Regions from separate parts of the Zea mays genome. Here regions 1 and 3 are each linked to region 2. Evidence: chromatin contacts called from public Hi-C data. All regions are on one chromosome and are shown on one strand. Each heading gives the region's core, a stretch centred on a gene start, on an enhancer-like site or on the middle of the called end of the contact. The rest is flanking DNA. Distances are from core to core; before and after follow the strand shown.

Region 1 (3,874 bases), core at 1,168-3,667, 200 kb after region 2:
ATTCCACTACATATATCATGTTTGAGGACACTCACACAACGTCAGCAACGTCCATCGTCCCAGCGCACAAGAATTCATGTCCGGTCAGTAGCGACTTACGTGGTATGTTGGGCTTCAAGTGGACGATGAGCTGGACGGCGTGATGGCGTCGTCGTCGGATGCGGTGTCCAGAACAACCCGAGAGTCGTCGATGTTGGCGACAACCATGAGGCCCCCTGCTTAACGATGGACAACGCGGTGCAGCTGCTCTGGATCGTGTCCAAGCGGTGGCTTCGTGGGAGCTTGTCGTACACAGCGGCGCATGCGACCACATAAGACTGCTTTTAGAGGTCGAACTGACAGTCACCAAGCTTCTTCTCGTCATCGATGAGCGACGACAACGCGAATGCCTCCTTCTCATGGAGTTTGTTCGGGGTTTGAAGTAGGAAACATGGATTCATGCTTGGCGTTGGTTTATGAAAATGACTCACAAGTCTGATCCATGGAAAAAAATATTACGAAGAAAAAATTTCACACATGCAAAAAAAGGGAATTTAAGTATAATGCATTATTCAAACAAAAGAAATAGCATGCAAAACTCTTCTTTAAATAATATTACCTCCATCCAAAAATATAATTCAAGAATATCGGTGATACTTATCTACTACTACGCATTGTGCAATGGTAGCAAGTGAGCTTAGAGAGAGATGTAGTAGATGTGTTTCCTGTCATAGATGTAGACATAAACACATATAGGTGGGTGCCTGTGCGTTGCAACGGAAACATTTAATATCATGATAACTTATGAACAAATGTGTGTTATACAGTTATGTGAAAATGTTTCGTAATTAATTTGTGATCCTAGCCATACATAAATTTTGTTATTTCAATCTAACTATTTCATCACTACATTGCAACCAACAGTACCGTGCAGACTTCTATACATGATAGCTGAATGCCCGTGCGTTGCAACGGGAATATATAATACCAGTATACTACGATAACTTATATACAAAATATGTGTTATACCGTTATGAGAAAATGTTTCATAATCAATTTGTGATTCTGGCCATACATAAATTTTGTTATTTATAATCTATCTGTTTCACCACTATATTGCAACCATCAGTATCATGCAGACTTTGATATATATCACGATTTGTATGGTCTCATTATTGGAGAGCACGTTTCACACATACTGGAAGAAATTCTCTCGTACATCGTTAGTCATTGGACACGTACCACCATACGCTTTTGCTTAAACAAAAAGGTAAGTGTGTGTTTGCAAGACTAATGGTCAAACATCGTATAACCACAAAGTTAGAATACTATATTAATATATTAAATAAATTAATCCAATAGACATAGATTAACCCAATTAACATAGGATAAATAAATATCTAATTATAAAAGTATGAAAATGGTATAATCAATGTTGTTACTGCGTAGTAAATATTCATACGAGACTAACACAACTAGAACGATTCAATTTGGAATTAAAATGGGGAAGTTACGAATTTCCAAAGTTTCTATGTATTTGATATAGGATTAATTAGGAAATCAATTTTATTTTTGTTTTCATGACAAAACATAGTATTATGTGATAAAAATAATATTATAGAATTATAGAAATTGGAACGAACTCATTTGGATTTAATATGAAATTTCCATGAATTAAATGGGTTTCTGCAATTATTTTTAAACTAAAAATCAATTTCTAAACTCCTTTTCCCTATTTTCTTTATTTCCTGGACTGCATCCCAAATTCCAGAAAGATCAGGGGCCAAGCTATAAATATTTTTCTAGACTCAGTGAGCATACAGAGTGGACGGTGGGTTAAACACAAAAGACGTTTTAGTTGAAGTTGTACATAATTCAACATGAGTCATGTTGGCTAGAGGGTGGAAGGCTAGACATTCTGCTCAATATGTGCGCGGAAAACTGGTGTGCGGGATTGGACGACTGAGATTGTAGAACGGTAGAATGGACGGCTGAGATCGCAGAATGACAGAACACAAAAAACAGGCTACTATTGCTAACTTAATAAGTAGTAGAGATTTAGAGCCTCAATTTTTTTTGTACTCCAACAGCTAGGCCTTAAATACTACTTAAGAAATAAATCACGTTATTAAAAAAAATAAATAGTTGTAAATTAATAAAAAATAAGGATAGTGCTTTAACATATAAAATATTATATTTATTATCCGATAGATCAAAACTTATAATTATTTAACGAATTTTATTAAAAAGTGCCGCGGTTGGAGGGTGTTTTATGGCCTCAATCCCTATATTTCAAAATACATAACTTGTTTAGGGCCTCTAAAATGCTCTAGGGCTCGTTCGATTATTCAGAAACCTACTCCGGGAAGGATTTCAGCTAGAATAATTGTATAATTTATAGTATAAATTGATAATCTGGAATAGTTCCTAGCCTTTTCCAGCCTAACCGCAAAACCATCCTGCCGTCCTGCTGGCAAGTGGCAACTGACGTCCTGCTGGCGAGCGCAAACTGGCACGGGTTCCTGCCTAAATCTGGAGGGCGGGCCTGATGCCTGCCTCGCCGCCGAGGATGGCGGAAGTCGCGCCCGGCGGTCCTGGAGCCCCGGCCGGGCCGCACGCACGAGCGGACGGCGGGACGCCACCAGTCCACCACCACCTCCCCTCCCCTCCACCCAACCCCCGCTGTCACCGCGCCACCGAGGGCAAAGCCGCGTCGCGAATAACCGTGGGGGCGTGCGCGCGTGCGTGCCTTTCTCCGTCCCTCCCCGCCCGCCCCACCTCCACCGCCCCATTCCCCACCTCGACGCGCGTCGCGTCTCTCCAGGTCGGAGGCGGAGGAGCGGAGGACGATCACCGGCGCGGACGCAGGCGTCCCGCATTCCCCCGATCCGGCCCCGCCTGACCCCCGCTGCCACGGCAGCTCGACCCGACCGACCAACTCGCCGGCCGGCAGGCGCCACGTAGAAATGTAATGCTCACATTCTATCCCACGTTCACACGCCGTTGTGTCGGTTCTGGCGTGTGCGCTAATGATCGGGATCGCTGGGGTGTGCGGGTGATCGATCGTGTCCTCATTTATTGATTTCCTTTTTGGGTCGATGCTGATTGATCATCGAATGCTGGTTAATGGGTATCGGTTTTGCAAACCTCTGGATGTTTTCAGTTCTAGTCTGTAGCTTCATTTGTTTGCGGTTGGCTTCAGTTGAAATCCCTGGTTCAGTTTTCACAATCTCACCCGAAATCCATTTGAATACCCCCACCCACACCCACACACACACTTTGATCAACCCAATATTGTTTTCATTGTTGTAATCTCTGGATCACGAGGTGTTTCTTACCGATGCCATTCTCACTGACAGACACGGCTCTTCAATTGTTAACGTAGAAGTATAGGATGGCTGTATCACTATGCTATTTCTGCCCCGGGCTCACAACACGGTCCCGGATGCCCGTGAAGCGGTACAAGAAGATCCTTGCTGAAATCTTCCCCAAAACACAGGTCGGGACATGCTGTGTCCGTTTTTTCCCTTTGTCGAATATGAGCATGTTGACGCTTGAACTGTGTTGCGGATTTATTTATTTAATGAGCATGTTTGTTTCGGTTGCAGGATGAAGAGCCTAACGAGAGAAGGATTGGGAAGTTGTGCGAGTACGCTTCGAAAAACCCTCTTCGAGTGCCAAAGGTTCACTCCCCTTGCTTCCTCATTGGAATTTCGTTGTTTCCATGCCAGGTGTGGAGGTTCTGACCTTTTGAGCGAATTGATCTTGCTGCTAAACTTAGACGACCCTTCAGAATACAGTTTGCTAGCTTTGTAGCTTCTGTAGTACTGATTATAAATGCAATCGAGGATCGAGTGGTATAACTTATCTTGAAACTGGAGATGCCTCATGGATC
Region 2 (3,742 bases), core at 966-3,465:
GGGTGGTAGCCGGGCGTGGGTGGCAACGACCCTGGCGCACCGGGAGTCGTCGGCGGGAACGTCGATCCTGGAGTCGTCGGCGTGGGTGGCAACGACCCTGGTGCGCCCGGGGTCGTCGGCGGGAACGTCGAACCTGGCGTGCCCGGAGTCGTCGGCGTGGATGGCAACGACCCTGGTGCGCCGGGGGTCGTCGGCGGGAATGTCGAACCTGGCGTGCCCGGAGTCGTCGGTGTGGACGGCGATCCTGGTGTGCCCGGCGGGTACGCTGATCCTGGTGTGCCGGGAGCCGTTGGCGTGTGCGGCGGCCAGACGCCACCGGGGTGCTCTGTGGGTGGTGGTACGCCTACGGGTTGACCCGACGGTGCCCACTGGGACCACGGCGGCGGCTGGTAGCCTGACGGCGGAGCCGAGCCACCATGGGACGAAGGCGGCATTGATGGCTTGGGGCTATTGCCGTCTGCGGGCGGCGACGGGTACGACGGCGTGGTGGAGCTCCCTGGTGGGGATGGGTGCGACGGTGTTGTGGAGCTCCCTGGCGGGGACGGGTGCGACGGTGTCGTGGAGCTCCCTGGTGGCGACGGGGTGGTAGAGCTCCCTGGCGGGGATGGGTGCGACGGTGTCGTAGAGCTCCCTGGTGGCGACGGGTATGCCGGTGTGTTGGAGCTCCCTGGCGGAGAAGGGTACGACGGCGTGTTGGAGCTCCCTGGCGGGGATGGGTGCGACGGTGTCGTGGAGCTCCCTGGTGGCGACGGTGTTGTGGAGCTCCCTGGCGGGGACGGGTGCGACGGTGTCGTGGAGCTCCCTGGTGGCGACGGGGTGGTAGAGCTCCCTGGCGGGGATGGGTGCGACGGTGTCGTAGAGCTCCCTGGTGGAGACGGGTATGCCGGTGTGTTGGAGCTCCCTGGCGGAGAAGGGTACGACGGCGTGTTGGAGCTCCCTGGCGGGGATGGGTGCGACGGCGTATTCGAGCTCCCTGGCGGGGACAGTGGCTGTGAAGGTCCACCGGGGCCCGACCCAGGCGGGCCGGACGTCGGAGGCGGCTGGCATTGCGCCGTCCTGCAGTCGAACGGCGCGGCCGCGGCGGCGCACTGTGGCGGTGGGCGCTGCGCAGGAGCGCCAGGGATGCAGTTCCAGCGCCCGTCAGCCGTGGCGACCGCGCACCCAGGGCGCGAGGTGAAGAAGTTGTCCTCGTAGGTGAAGTTCCTGAGCGTCCCCTGCAGGCCGCACACCGCCGGCGGCACGGGGCCCCTGAGCAGGTTCCCGGCGACGTTGAGCTGCTGGAGGGCGGCCATCCCGCCGACGGCGGGCGGGAGCGGGCCCTGGAGGTGGTTGCCGCTGACGTCGAACACCGTGAGCTTCGTGAGCAGGCCGACCTGCGGCGGGACGCAGCCGGTGAGGTCGTCGTCGATGAGGACGATCTCGTTGAGCGTGGCCGCCATCCTCCCTATCGACGGCGGGATGCAGCCGCCGAGGCGGTTGTGCGCGAGCACGAGCACGGAGGCCGGCGAGTTGCCGAGGTTGGCCGGGATGGGCCCGCGGAGGCGGTTGGAGTTGAGGAGGATGGCGTCGAGCGGGCGGTCGAAGAGCGGCGGCGGGATGGGGCCCTCGAAGTCGTTGAAGCGGAGGTCGAGGTAGCGGAGCGAGGGGAGCGCGAGCACGACGGCGGGGAAGGCGCCGACGAAGCGGTTGTTGCTGAGGTCGAGCTCGTGGAGGAGGCGCAGGTGGAGCAGCGTGTCCGGCAGCACCCCGCAGAAGCGGTTGGAGTTGAGGTGGAGCAGCGCCAGGTCGGGCACGCCGAGGGGGAGGTCGGCGGGGATGTGGCCCGCGATGTCGGCGTGGTTGAGGTCGATGCCGGCCACGGCCAGCGCCCCGTCGGAGGGCCGCGGCGCGCAGTAGATGCCGTTGTACGCGCACACGTTGGGGCCCGCCCAGTTGGAGGTGAAGTTGGACGGGTCGGAGAAGATGGCCGTCCGCTTCCACGCCTGCAGCGCCGCGTACGCCGCCTGCAGCGCCGGGCTCGTCGGCGGCTGCGCTGCTGCGGGGCGCGCGAGGGTGAGTGTGAGGAGGAGGAGGAGGAGGAGGAGGTTGCGCCACCCGCTGGTGATGCTGCCTCCTGCGCTGGAAGCGGGAGGAGCGGGGATCATGGCCGGCAGCCGCGGCGGTGTGCCGGTGGCGGCGCGGTGGTTTTGGTGGGGGAGAGACTGGAGAGAGAGGGGAGTGGACAGTGGAGTGAAGGAGGCGGGCGCGGGTGGCAGTGATGTGCAGCGCACGGTGTCCCTTTGTCAGGGGCGGGGTCAGGTCACATGGCAAGCGTAACTACGCGGAGGTCCGTGGGAGGTGCAGGTGCACGGGCCGGCGGGACGGGCGCCTGCGTGGCGCTCGGAGTCGTCCAACTTTTTTACACAGTTCTCCCGCGTCGTGATTAGTAATTAATGGCGGGGGCTTTGTAGTGTGCACCGCGCCCGCGTGCACTCGTGAATCTCAAGGCAGCTGGGTGCTGCTGCGGCCGTGCTGGACTACTCGAGTCGAGTTCAAAAGCTCCAGCCGAAGCTTCTGCGCTCGTCACACGCACGCAGCTAGCCCTAGCTAGCCTGGTCAACAGTTCCGTTCGTCTCGCTCTCGCCGACGACAAGGTAACGTACTGATAACGCCGGCGGCCACTGGCCGAGGCATGCCCACTTTCGTTCTCCTTGCGAGCCTGTAGCAGAGGCGTCCGGGTCCGGCTCTGCTTTCTTTCACCGCTTCCTGTAACGTTTTGGGTGCATTGAATTCAGTAGGGATAGGAACAGGTGGCCGGAGACGGCAATCAATTAAACATCTGCTCTGGCTCGCCCATACCTCTGACGGCCACGATTGTATTCAGAGTGGGAAGAAGCAGGCCCACGTGTCTGCCGGTTACAGCCACTACTGGGGTAAAGCTCACAAACTCAGAACGCTCTTTTTTTTCCTAATAAAATAACAAAATAAAAGACCTGCAAAGGATGGTACGCTCATACAGCATCCCCTTTTTTGAATAACCAGAAGAAAAAAAAAGAATACAGAGGAGGAGACGTTCGTACAGTGAGACGATGGGCCCAGTAGTCGCAGGTCAGCCCATACTCGACCGAGGCCCATACACAAAGTGAAATTGGCCGCCGTGCTGGGGTCTCCCGCCTGTCATATGTGACAATTTTTTACAAAACTTTATCAACTTTTTATCCCAGCTTTCACATATGATATCATCACGTGTCGATAAATTTTATTATCTTTTATCTTCATTTGTTTTTATGTGATTTGAAAAAAATAACTGGACCACAAGTTCGTGATTATGTTTTATGCACGAGTGTTCGAAATTCTGATCCGTATCTGAATACAGCCTTAACTTATCCTCAATAACATTAATATATTTTTCATTCATTTTTATATTATTTGAATGGCCTACATTTCAAATTTAAATTATCCAAACAAATTAATTAATTGAAATAAAATTATTAAATATAGTAAACACATCGACAAATGTGGCAAAACTTAACATGTAGTTCCAGGTGTTGTAGGAACACATAAGAAAAAGTTTGAGTGCAAGAAGAAGAAAAAAACTTTGCCGTGTGTCAAAAACGGACGTTAGGCAAAGGCACTTCCTTTGCCGAGTGCCACTACAGGTGTCACATCCGGATTTAAGGGACAAAGCCGGGTGCATCTCATATATACGCCAAAGAAGACAACACATATAATAATAGAGTGTATAGAGATAAATGTCACAATA
Region 3 (3,468 bases), core at 364-2,863, 140 kb after region 2:
TTCAACAAATATTACATAAAGAGGGGTACTGGGTTTTTAAAGCTATGCCGCCTAACCACCTGTCTTCCCAGAATCTCACTTGTGATCCATTCCTGATTTTGAAGGTTCCAAAGTGAAGAAAGTCTTGCTTCACCTTCATCAGTCCCGACCAAAAATGTGAGTCCCCTGGTTTCCATTCAACCTGTACTAGTGGTTTGGATCTAAGGTATCTGTTTCTAAGCAATTGTTACCACGTTCCTTCCGTAGTTAGGAGCTTAAACAACCATTTGCTTAGCAGGGCCCTATTCTTTAAATTGAGATCCATGATGCCCAAACCCCTTGGTCCTTAGGTTGACAAAGGATGTTCCATTTGGCTAGGCGGTATTTTTTTTATTCTCATCACTTTGCCAATAAAAGCGAGATCGGAAGTAATCAAGCTTTTTGAGGACACCCCTTGGAACAGGAAAAAAGGACATCATATACATGGGGAGACTATTCAAAACTGAGTTGATTAAGGTTAGCCTTCCCCCAATTGATAAATATTTTCCTTTCCAGCTACTAAGCCTTTTTTCAAATCTTTCCTCTACCTCCCTCCAATCAGTATTTTTGAACTTTCTATAATGAATAGGAATACCCAAATACCTTAGAGGGAACTCTCTTTTTTTACACTACAATTGCTCGTGATCTTGTGCTGCACCAAAGCACAATATTTCGCTCTTGTGAAAGTTGATTTTTAGTCCCGAGATTTATTCAAAGACAAAAAGCAACAATTTTATATTGCGAGCCTTCTCTAGATCATGTTCTAAGAATAGGATCATGTCATCCGTATATTGAAGGATAGATAAACCTCCATCTATTAAGTGGGGCACAACCCCACCGACTTGCCCTTCCATATTTGCCCTTTTGATTATTATAGCCAACATATCAGCTACAATATTAAAAAGGAGGGGTGAAAGTGGGTCTCTTTGCCTAAGGCCTTTCTTTATTTGAAAATAGTGACCTATCTCATCATTAACGTTTATAGCCACACTACCTCCCGACATGGTCTTTATTTAAGATATCCATCTTAGAAAGAAACCCTTCATCCGTAGAGTTTGGTACAAGAAAGGCCACTTAACCTTGTCGTATGCCCTCTCAAAATATATCTTGAAAGTTACCCATCAAACTTTCTTCTGTGTAGCTCATGGATTGTTTCATGTAGTACTTTAAAAGTTTATGGACTAGAACTACATAGCATGACAAGTTTAAGTATCCCCTTTGTATTTTAACAGCCTGACAAGTTTAAGTATCTGAATTGTATTTTACTCAAAAAGTTTGTTTAAAGGCCCGAATAGTTGCTGGCTTTTCACTTAGCTTTCTGTGTTCTAAATTATCAAGAACCTCGAGATCTTCTTTCTTTGAGCTTTAGCTATTGTTTGATGACGTCGAGCTTGAGCGCGCGCATGTCGTTGCCGCGCCGCCTGACGGCCTCGACAACATGGCAACATGCACGGAGCTGGCGCGTGTGGATCGCTCGCGTTGCCCGCCAAATTAAGGCAGGCGGCAGGGGGCGAGGCGGGCTGGGCTGGGGCTGCGCTGGGCTGGCCACCCAAAAGGTCGGACCGCCCCTGTTCCGACCATTCCTCCCTCCTCCCTGCCTATTCATTCATTCGTCGTCTCTCCCCAGCTGACCGCCGTGCCTCCTCCATCGGCAGCGACCCGGCCGAGAGCACGGCGTGTACCGTCTCCCCCCGTCGCGCGCGTGTGGTCGGAGGCCGTCGGCTGCCCCCGCCGGCCAGCGAGGGAAGACGAGGACGAACGAGCGAACGGCCAAATGATCAGCCACATACCGTTCTTCCGGAGAATTCATCGCTGGATCCTCCCTAGCTGCGGCGACGTCCACCAGCCGCGCCCGTCGTCCCGCCGTCGAGGTACGCACCTGGCCTCAAGGAGTCGGCGCCCTCGATTCCGCCGCTTTGCATGCATGCATGCTCAAGATATACATATGAATATGACCTGCGGTCGGTCCCGAGACTCCCGACGATCGCGCCGCGCGTGCACGCAGATGAGGCCCCGAGGCCGGCGGCGGCCCCTTCGAAGCTGAGGAAGGTGGGGTCGGAGGGGAAGCTGGTCCTGGCCGTGCCCAAGGACGTGGAGGAGTTCCGGACCATGTCGGCGCCGTACGGCCACCTCAGTCTCTTCTCGTACGACGAGCTCAGGAAGGCCACCGGCGACTTTAACCCGGGGCAGATCGTCGGCGAAGGAGGCTTCGGCGTCGTCTACAGAGGGCTCATCGACGGCGCCGTGCGCAAGGGGTACCCGCCGACCACGGAGGTCGCCGTCAAGGTGCTCAACCCGGAGGGGATCCAGGGTGACAAGGAGTGGCTGGTACGGGCAGCATCCTATCGATCCCTATATATGCACGCACGCACGCATGCATACCTCCATGAGCCATCACCACCCACGTCCGTCGTCCATGGATGACATACATGCGTGCAGACGGAGGTGAGCTACCTCGGGCAGTACAGGCACCCGAACCTGGTGGAGCTCATCGGCTACTGCTGCGAGGACAACCACCGGCTGCTGGTGTACGAGTTCATGGCCAAGGGCAGCCTGGAGCACCATCTGTTCCGCCGCGCCTGCAGCCTGACGTGGACGACGCGGGTAGCCGTCGCGCTCCACGTCGCCAGGGGCCTCGCCTTCCTCCACGGCTCCGACCGCCCCATCATCTACCGGGACTTCAAGACCTCCAACATCTTGCTAGACGCGGTTCGTCGCTAATCGTCACTGCATATTGCATTGCCTACGATCGTTCGTCTCGTGGATTCATCTTCGTCCCGGCCCGCGCCGGCGTCCACCATCAATTAAAAGGGCCAGAAACTAACCAACGACGTTCCTCTCTCGATCTGCCAGGAATTCAACGCGAAGCTATCGGACTTCGGGCTGGCCAAGGAGGGGCCGATGGGCGACGAGACGCACGTATCCACCAGGGTCATGGGCACCTACGGCTACGCCGCGCCGGAGTACATAGCCACCGGTAGGCACCGTCCGTTCTTCTTCCCTGACGACGGTGAGAGATCGCCGGCGTCCGGCGGCCGCCGGCGCTTCTCTGCAATATATGACGGAACGCAATGCAGGGCACCTGACGGTGATGAGCGACGTGTACGGCTTCGGCGTGGTGCTGCTGGAGATGCTGGTGGGGCGGCGCGCGCTGGAGCCGAGCCGGGCGGGGGCCCGCGACGGCAGCCTGGTGGACTGGGCGCGGCCCATCCTGATCCGGCCCAACAAGCTGGAGCGGATCCTGGACCGGCGGATGGGCAAGGTGGACCCGGAGATGGGGCTAGAGCGCGTGGCCCGCCTCGCCTACGACTGCCTCAGCCACAACCCCAAGGTCCGGCCCTCCATGGCGAAGGTCGTCGCCACGCTCGAGGCCGTCCTCGCCGCCGGCGACGCCGCCCCGCCGCGGTGAGACCGTAGGTTGTAGGGTCTGCATACGGCTTGATTAGGTGC

The links. Hi-C and Micro-C count contacts between places; a contact is called where the count stands out from the background.
Region 1: a Hi-C map of leaf shows a contact between it and region 2, with 4 times the contacts expected there. The contact joins the promoter of LOC100217264 here to the promoter of LOC100273704 in region 2. A contact is called at or near these places in 11 of 25 Hi-C or Micro-C datasets (bundle sheath, ear, endosperm and 3 more).
Region 3: a Hi-C map of ear shows a contact between it and region 2, with 8 times the contacts expected there. The contact joins the promoter of LOC103629582 here to the promoter of LOC100273704 in region 2. A contact is called at or near these places in 14 of 25 Hi-C or Micro-C datasets (bundle sheath, ear, endosperm and 4 more) and 1 of 3 datasets of contacts at active chromatin or transcription factors (leaf).

What each region holds. Positions count from the first base shown.
Region 1 is chr6:95,843,374-95,847,247 of Zm-B73-REFERENCE-NAM-5.0, forward strand. It overlaps LOC100217264, which reads left to right and starts at 2,418. Exons shown (of 20, transcript NM_001359568.1): 1 at 2,418-2,947; 2 at 3,339-3,478; 3 at 3,588-3,662. The coding sequence starts at 3,374.
Region 2 is chr6:95,642,533-95,646,274 of Zm-B73-REFERENCE-NAM-5.0, forward strand. LOC100273704 (Leucine-rich repeat (LRR) family protein) reads right to left here and starts at 2,216. Exons shown (of 1, transcript NM_001148116.2): 1 at 1-2,216. The coding sequence starts at 2,144.
Region 3 is chr6:95,778,566-95,782,033 of Zm-B73-REFERENCE-NAM-5.0, forward strand. It overlaps LOC103629582 (serine/threonine-protein kinase), which reads left to right and starts at 1,614. Exons shown (of 4, transcript XM_008650658.2): 1 at 1,614-2,346; 2 at 2,458-2,727; 3 at 2,872-2,995; 4 at 3,096-3,468. The coding sequence starts at 1,939. The coding sequence ends at 3,427.